Linked DNA regions of Mus musculus: region 1 is linked to region 2. The links are chromatin contacts, called in public HiChIP or PLAC-seq maps. All regions are on one chromosome and are shown on one strand. Each heading gives the region's core, a stretch centred on a gene start, on an enhancer-like site or on the middle of the called end of the contact. The rest is flanking DNA. Distances are from core to core; before and after follow the strand shown. Region 1 holds the start of Hoxa13 (homeobox A13). Region 2 holds the start of Skap2 (src family associated phosphoprotein 2).

Region 1 (4,428 bases), core at 503-3,002, 250 kb before region 2:
TTACCCAGGACCGCTAAAGTCAGGAGAGAAAGGACTCCCTGGGTGTGGGGGAGAATTGGGTGTGGGGATCAGGGAAGGTTTTATTGGGCGACACTTAACATTAGTCAGAACAAACCCAGGATCCGGGCAGATAAAAGCCTGAGCCTCGCCTTACTGGTCCCAATCTTACCAGAAGCCCAGGGGGCTTACAGAGCAGCAGATGAATTGGGTGGTATGTCTGATGCTCTAGCTTAGGGCTAAGTCTACAAGCTAGGACTAGAGAACAGGTCCAAGCCTGGCTGCCTACCAGAGCATTTGAGCAAAGATAGTACAGAACTCTTCCCAGTCTATATTTTCCAGAACGCACCACTTTCACTTTGACCATTTGTTCCCCTCTGGATGTCTGACCAGTTCACACTTGCACAACCAGAAATGCATGTAGTCCTAAGGAGGCAGGGTCCCCAGAATCCTTTATCAAAACACTGCATCCAAACGTTGCTCTCCCAATACAAACACCCCACCAAGCTCAAGGTACAGAGGAACTCATCAGCTGAACCCCGGCACCTTGAACCCACTACAGGCTGAGCCCCTATTAGGAGAAAAACCATGAAAGGATCCCAAAGAGCCTTTTTCTCTTTCCCCAAAACGGAATGCAACAGTGGATTGCCAGGTGTCTGAAGTGTCCAACTCAGGATCTATGGAGTGACTTGTAGGAAGTCCCAGAACCGTGGCTGGAGTTCCAGCCAGCAGCCCAGCTGGGGCCTGTTCCTCTTAAACCCCTTCAGGAAAAGGCAGCCGGACTCCTGAGACAGGAGTGTGAGTGAATGGTGCTTTCTTCATCTGAAATCCTCTGCGGACCAGAGAGAATAGCTGCTGCATCGGAATGAATAGCGAGCTGTATATACAAGTTGGACAATGTGGCAGTATGCATCTCTCTCTCTCTCTCTCTCTCTCTCTCTCTCTCTCTCTCTCTCTCTCTCTCTCTCTCTGTGTGTGTGTGTGTGTGTGTGTGTGTGTGTGTGTGTGTGTGTGCGCGCGCGCGAATATTTGCGCTCGCGTGTGTGATGAGTGTAGGAGATACAATTAGTTGTTCTGATCTTCTGAGTCCTTAGGCCTAATTGAAATTGTCCTCTAGAGCCTGAGAACAGGGAAGGGAGCTCCCAAATGCAGCCCAAACTTCCCAGAGAAATGTCCTGGGACCCTTGCTCCAGACTTCTCCTGGAACCAACAGGAAACAAACGCCCTTGTTCCCCAGGGGGGGGTGGGGAGTGCAATCTCGGCCAGGCGAAAGCTCCCACATCCTTGGGAGGGTCTAGCTGCAGAAAGATGTATCCATCCCTGGAAAGAAAACAGCCCCAGAGGTCCCTAAAACATGCCAGGACATCCTGGGCCAGTCCAAGGCCAAGGCAAACCCTCATTCCTGGCCACTGGAGAATTTACCTGACTTGTCCCCACGACCTCAGGTCGCACCCCAACCGCAGCCGCTCACTGCCCCTCCCAACCTCCGCGCGAAACCCGGGAAGGGATCGGGGTCCCTGTGTTCCCAGCCCCACCCGCCCTAGTTTCTCCCCCCCACCCACCCCCGCCTCCTCCGTGGGTGACTGCTGCGCGGCCGCGCGGCGGGAGCTAGAGCTGGCGCAGAGGACCGCGCGGGCGGCGGCGGGGACGGCGGGCCCAGCGCGGAGCCGAGCCGGAGCCTCCCGCTTTGCATACGCCGGGGGCGGGCCGGGGGCGGGCCAATGGGCGGCCGCCTGGCGCGACCCCGCAGGGCGCGACCCGCCCCCCTCGCTCGGGCCCCGGCCCCGCGCGCCGCGCTCTTCACTTCTTGGGGGCTTTTTAAAACAGCGCCACTGGGGTCTTCTCCATGCGGCTCGGGCTATGACAGCCTCCGTGCTCCTCCACCCCCGCTGGATCGAGCCCACCGTCATGTTTCTCTACGACAACGGCGGCGGCCTGGTGGCCGACGAGCTCAACAAGAACATGGAAGGGGCGGCGGCGGCGGCACGGGCGGCGGCCGGCGGCGGCGGCGGGAGCTGGGGGCGGGGGCTTCCCCCACCCGGCTGCCGCGGCCGCGGGGGGCAACTTCTCGGTGGCCGCAGCGGCGCCGCCGCCCGCCGCCGCGGCCAACCAGTGCCGCAACCTGATGGCGCATCCCGCACCCCTGGCGCCCGGCGCCGCGGCCGCGTACAGCAGCGCCCCGGGGGAGGCGCCCCCGTCCGCCGCCGCCGCCGCCGCCGCCGCCGCTGCTGCCGCCGCCGCCGCGGCTGCCGCGTCGTCGTCGGGAGGGCCCGGGCCGGCGGGGCCCGCGGGTGCCGAGGCCGCCAAGCAGTGCAGTCCCTGCTCGGCGGCGGCACAGAGCTCGTCGGGGCCCGCGGCGCTGCCCTACGGCTACTTCGGCAGCGGCTACTACCCGTGCGCCCGCATGGGCCCGCACCCCAACGCCATCAAGTCGTGCGCGCAGCCTGCTTCGGCCGCCGCCGCCTTCGCCGACAAGTACATGGACACCGCCGGCCCCGCGGCCGAGGAGTTCAGCTCCCGCGCCAAGGAGTTTGCTTTCTACCATCAGGGCTACGCAGCCGGGCCTTACCACCATCACCAGCCCGTGCCCGGCTACCTGGATATGCCAGTAGTTCCGGGGCTCGGGGGTCCTGGCGAGTCGCGCCACGAGCCTCTGGGGCTTCCCATGGAAAGCTATCAGCCCTGGGCTCTGCCCAACGGCTGGAACGGCCAAATGTACTGCCCCAAAGAGCAGACGCAGCCTCCCCACCTCTGGAAGTCCACTCTGCCCGGTAAATGGCGCCCCCTTTCCAGCCCGGGTCTTCCAGCTTTTCAGCTTCTCCTCGGCTCGTGCCCCAGGGTCACTAACCCCCCCCCCCCCCCGCATTCTCCCTGGCCTGGCTTGCCTTAGCAATTCTGCACCCCTGGGAGCCTGGCCCCGGCTGGCTGGCGCTGTCCGTCCGCCCTGCCCTAAGTCGAGCCGGTCCCCGGGCCCTCCTTTGGTAAAGGGTAGCTGGGAGGAAGCTTGTGGGTTCCAACTCCGGCAGCCCCTTTCTCTCTGGGTGCCCCACCCTCCCAAGCCCTTGACATTGACTCCAAGATGGGAAATAGACTCGATTTTGAGCTCACCAAATTGTCCCTGATGGTTCTCTGAAAAAAAAGGCTTCGTTGGAGAAGCATAGAATGTTGGGACTTGGGGCAAGCTGAGAGGAGCCGAGCTCTACAGAAAGAAGTGTTGAACCCTGTTGAGTGCTAAGGTGTGGACCGCTGTACATGCAGAATGACCGGATTGGGGTGGTCACTGGAACTCTGGGCGATTTCATTTCAGTACACAACTAACCATACCCCCCTACTAACGCTCCAGGCTTTGGCAGAAGGCTGGATTGTACAGCATTCGTGGCAAAGAGCAATCAGGCATTGCAAGGCCGGCAGTTCACATTGAGCTGTCGCCTGTGTTCTGGCTCAGGTCGGCTCCCAGAGTAACTTGCCTTCTTCCTTATCTTACAGACGTCGTCTCCCATCCTTCAGACGCCAGCTCCTATAGGAGGGGGAGAAAGAAGCGCGTGCCTTACACTAAGGTGCAGTTGAAAGAACTCGAACGGGAATACGCTACGAACAAATTCATTACCAAGGACAAACGGAGGAGGATATCAGCCACGACAAACCTCTCTGAGAGGCAGGTCACAATCTGGTTCCAGAACAGGAGGGTCAAAGAGAAAAAAGTCATCAATAAACTCAAGACCACTAGTTAATGGATTAAAAGGTGGAGCAGAGGGCAGCTTGAAGAAACGCTTAAGGATTTGTTTCTTTGCCCAGATAATAATAATGCATCATACTAACTGAAGAATTGGATAGAGAGACGCTGACGTTTGCTCTCCTAAGGGGACTCTCTCTTCCATGGAATCTACAATTAAAACAAAACCTTAAGGAATGGTAAAGACTGCCAGGTTTCCCGACAACCCCACCACAGCGTTAAGTGACAAACTCTAGAGTCAACTCATCAGCCCCTAAAACACACAATTTCAGATAAATTATGAATTTTCTCAAATCTTGTAAGTATTTATGTGACCATTATATTTTAGGACACTGTGTTAGATGGTAATCTGAAAACTGGTTACAGAAACAAAGGCTGTTTCCACGCAGCTGGTCCAGCACCCTCCCCTTTGCATGTTAAGTGCCTGCTCAGGTAAACCTTATTGAAATCCCTGCCATTGTTCCTTCTGGAAATGTTTCAGGTAGAGGCTTAGAAGGGGGAAAGGCACTGAATTGTTTATTTGAACTATTGCTAAAAAGGGAGATGAGAGGAGAGAGAACGCTCATCCAAGGATCTATTGTTTTGATAGTAAATCTGGCCAGCTAAACCCTTGAGGTTACAAGAGAACCCTGGGTGGGTAAGGAGCTTCTGGAAATACCTTTCAATTGCTTACAACAAACATGGTGGATTAACCAACA
Region 2 (4,285 bases), core at 1,349-3,848:
CCTTCCTAACACAGACTGCCTATGCAATAGTTTCTTATTTAGAAAAGTGGATTAGCTTGTAGTTTATTAACAGTTCTTAATTCTTTCAAGTCGGAAGAATGAAATTCATTTTTAACTCCACAAGAGAGAATTCTAATTTTCAGCACTCTTTTTTTTTTCTAATAACTTATCACATTGCTCATCTGGGTAGGGACTTTGGATTCCATTTTGATTAAACAGACACTTTGGAGATGTCTTTTTTGTTATCATTATGCATGTTTTACTTATTAAGCTTTTGTTTTTGCTGTTTTGTAAGATATAGGTACCTATAGATTTCAATTTTCCTTTTTAAAATCAATGTTTTATATCATCTCTTTGAGAATGACATAAATGTCATAGTACAATCTGAAAAACACAGGTATGTACTCACTTGGTACTGCTAACTGTACATGCTAAGCACATGCTCTGATGCTCTGTGCTGTCCCCCAGCCCTGACACTTTTTGATGAAATATTAATAGAACTATTTTATTCTAGTTGAAGATGACACTTATTACAAATTTTACTTTGTTAAGAGTTAGGAAACAGTAGTAATATAGTTCTCAAAACCAAAATTAAATTAAATGCTGTTTTCCATTTAATCCGAATTTCTTTGGTAGGACTTTAGGCTCCACATTTTAGTAGCTTCTCTCTGTGATTCTAAGGCCGACTAAAGTATAAAGAACATTGGTCTAAAGAAAGCTGGAGGGGAAAAAAAAGCTGGGATAGTGGCACATGCCTTTAATCTCAGCACTCATTGAGGTAAAAGCAGGTGGTGCTCTGTGAGTTCAAGGACAGCCTGGTCTAGTGAGTTCTAAGACAGAGAGACCCTGTCTTGAAAACAAAACAATAAATAGATAAATGGAGAAGAAGAGGAAGAGGAAGAGGGGGAGAGGGAGAAGAACAAGAAGAAGAAGGAGGAGGAGAAAGCTGCAGGGTACATGTGTTGGCATTTAGTCTAGGCTCCGCCTCACAGTTAGCTGGCAACAGTCAGGTGTGCCTGACTCACTATAAAAGGGGCTGCTTGCCCCCCTTCTCTCTCCCTCTCTCTCTTGCTCCCTTCTCTTCTATTGCTCCTGCTCCTTACCCTCTCTCTCCATGCCCCTCCCTGTGCTCTCCACATGCTTATTGCCTGCCTCTCCTCCCCTCCCCTCCCCTCCCCTCTCCTCTCCTCTCCTCTCCTCTCCTCTCCTCTCCTCTCCTTTCCTCTCCTGTCTTCTCCCCTCCTCTCCCCCTCTCTCTGCTTTTCTCTGTCTCCACTCAATTCCCCTCCCCATGCCCAAAATATTCTATACTATACTTTCCTGTGCTGGTATCTCAGCATGTCTCACAGAGACACCCCCTTCCCCCACACCATACTGTGCCTCCTACAAACATACTCCTGATTGGAGCTTTGACACAACATTCTGAGCACAACTTAGGAGAAATAAGAACAAACAAACCACTGTTTGTTTCTACCAATGTAGGTAGGTGATATTCAGATGTCATTTTGAAAATGATGTGCCTGGCAAAGGAAAGTGGAAGGTGCAACTTGATGTGTATCATTAGCCACCTTTCCAAGCATATTTTTAACTAAATACACACTTTACATTCAAAATGTTTTCCCTTGTCAGTTCCTCTCTGAAGACTCGTATCATCCTCTTTTGTATTTAAGTAGCTCTGGTAGCGTCATCTACATGACAAATATGTCTACACAGTAGGTTTTAATGGATTGTAAAGGTTGATGGCACTTGAATGTAATTATCATTTCTACACACACACACACACACACACACCACCCATTTTAAAGACTAAAGGACCCAGAACTTTTTGGATTTTAAGTGTAAACGTGTAATATTGAAAGACTCAACCTTTGCTGACTAGATTGAAGTAAATTTTATATTTTCCCTGTTCTAACCACTATTTGCAATTAAAAAATACTTAGAGCGGGCAACGGTACAGGTGGCTTTCTGGCACATTTCAGGTGCCTGACCCTAAAAGGATATTATCTAGAACTAATTCCGTCAGAGCGAGAGAAATCAACCACACCAAGAATAAGTAGGAAAGTAATGTCAGCGCCAATCAGAACGCTCCGCCGTTTTAGGACTAAGACTCTCAGGAAGGATTGGCGGAAAATGGGACTCCGTTACCTTCATCTAGTGGGACAAAGAAAGCCATGCTAGTTGGGGGGTAATGGTAGAAACTTCTTGGTGGGTTACCAGACGGGGGTTTAAACCTTGGTGGAAAAGACCAGTATTTAGATGACCCCTTAAAGGGAAAGTGCGTAAGCCTTGCGGAGGCTTTATTTTCCGGAATCCTGGAGAAAGAGAGGTGTGGCTGACATACCAGTAACGAAAATGGCGCGGACGAGCTTCAAGGGCCGGTCAGGTGACACAGCTCCAATTCGCTCCCTTCCTTCGGAGGCCTCGCCTCCTGCTCGCTTCCGCGTATGGGCGTGGCCTTCCCGGCTGTGTGTGGGCGTGGTCTACCCGGAGGCGCTTTCTTCGGACAGTCAGAAAGCAAGGTCTACGCAAGCGCAGTCAGGTTTTAAGGCCGGTCTCCCCGCCCCTTCACCCATAGCCCCGCCCAATTCTCCCGGGCGGGGAGGGGGCAGGGCCCGGCGTCCAGCGACCGCTGGCTGGAGAGCTAGTGACTTCCTTGTTGGCAGTCTCGGACGGGCCGTGTCCGGAGTCGTAGCCTCTCGGTGCTTACTCGGACCGCTATTGCGAGTCTAGGTCCAAGCCATTATCATGCCCAACCCCAGCTGTACCTCTTCTCCCGGCCCTCTCCCTGAGGAAATTAGGAACCTGTTGGCAGGTAAAGAGCGGGAAGGGGGCGGTGACGCTAGGGGCGGGGGCGCGGGGACGGCGAGCCGACAGGGACAGAAGCGCTTAGCCCTCACCCTATGCGGACGGTGGGGGGCGGGCCGTATAGGGGGACTGGGATGTCGGGACTAGAAGGGAGTGGGCGTGTATGCTGAAATGTGCTGATCCTCCCTGGACAGCCGGACAGTTATGCGTTTCATGAAGACCGGAATGTGAGGGCGGGAGATGGACAGCAAATGTTGATGAATGCATGTTTGAGAACTGCGAAAGCAGAAGTCCAAGCACTAGGTCCTGCCTGGGTGGCCTGGCCAGTAAGGATGCAGGTGCATCTGCAGGGCCGCAGGTGTTGGGAGTTAGGAGGCCAAAAGGCACTATTTCCAACCCCACCCCCATTTTCTTGAACAGTCAGGCCAAACATGTTTATAGTTTTGAAGGGTGCCCGATTTTCAAATAGCCACTATTTCTAAAGCCTCAGTAACTATTAAAAGTGAAAAAGGAAGGCTGTGTTAAAACTCCTACTTCCTGTATCATGTGATCAAGGAACTTCATCTTTGCAACCTCATCTTCCCCTTTTTGGTTTTACATTCCCATTTATAGGAACTTACTTGTAGGAGTTGAAATGCGGTTCCTCAGTTCCTCAGTTAGGTCAGTAATGTCTGGAGGTGTGTAGTTCCACTAAGCATCAAGAAAAGCTCGATAGTTCTGCACAAAATAAAAAATACATCTTTTTAGAGTATCACAAGTCTCACCTATCCTGATGGTCTTAGATACCACCATATACTTTGTCTTGTAGATGCTAACATCTGGAAATGGAATAATTTTAGTTTGGTTGTCTCTAAAACATTCCTTTCAATATAGATCATGGATTAAAAAGTTTCGCTTAGATGCCTGTGCTGTTAACTGTGTGTTTTAATCGTTAAAAACAATGTCCTCTAAAAGGTACATTTGAACTAGTAAGTTACAGTTGCAACAGTATGAGACCAAGCATCATAGAATACCTTGTTAAGCTGTTGGGTTGTTTGCATTATGTGTGGATGGAGACTTGTGTTTGTATGAACATGATGCAGGGTGAGGGTGTGCTATGTCACTCTGAGAAATGCTTCTCATCATTCATGGATAGCACTAAGAGAAATGATGAAAGAACTGTCGATGCTGATTTAAGGAAATGTTTTAGTTTCTTATATGAGAGCTTAGAGGAGTACCAGTTTGGTCTCATTACAGTTAACATTTTATGGGGTGGCGGGAGGGGCAATGCAGGAATTGCATGTTTAGAAAAATATCTTAATAATTAGATCAGAAAAATGTTTTGTTCCAGAAATGTCATCGTTTTTAGGTTGTCCATATTTGTAATTAAAAAAAATAACAACCCGGTTTTGCTTCTAAAGCTTGGACCCACAGTCACTCTTCCAACATCCTATGTTGTATGACTACAACAGCCGTCACCCACTGACCCTCACAGATTACA

What was found. HiChIP or PLAC-seq counts read pairs in DNA pulled down with a chosen protein or histone mark.
Region 1: a contact with region 2 is called in an H3K4me3 HiChIP or PLAC-seq map of embryonic forebrain, with 4 times the contacts expected there. The contact joins the promoter of Hoxa13 here to the promoter of Skap2 in region 2. A contact is called at or near these places in 6 of 39 promoter capture datasets (cranial neural crest, frontonasal cranial neural crest, hippocampal neurons and 3 more), 1 of 484 Hi-C or Micro-C datasets (uterus) and 8 of 115 datasets of contacts at active chromatin or transcription factors (astrocytes, craniofacial prominence, embryonic basal ganglia and 5 more).

The regions. Positions count from the first base shown.
Region 1 is chr6:52,258,204-52,262,631 of GRCm38.p6, reverse strand. Hoxa13 (homeobox A13) reads left to right here and starts at 1,752. Exons shown (of 5, transcript NM_008264.1): 1 at 1,752-1,995; 2 at 1,997-2,080; 3 at 2,083-2,090; 4 at 2,092-2,768; 5 at 3,484-3,779. The coding sequence starts at 1,858. The coding sequence ends at 3,728.
Region 2 is chr6:52,010,862-52,015,146 of GRCm38.p6, reverse strand. Skap2 (src family associated phosphoprotein 2) reads left to right here and starts at 2,598. Exons shown (of 13, transcript NM_018773.2): 1 at 2,598-2,812. The coding sequence starts at 2,746.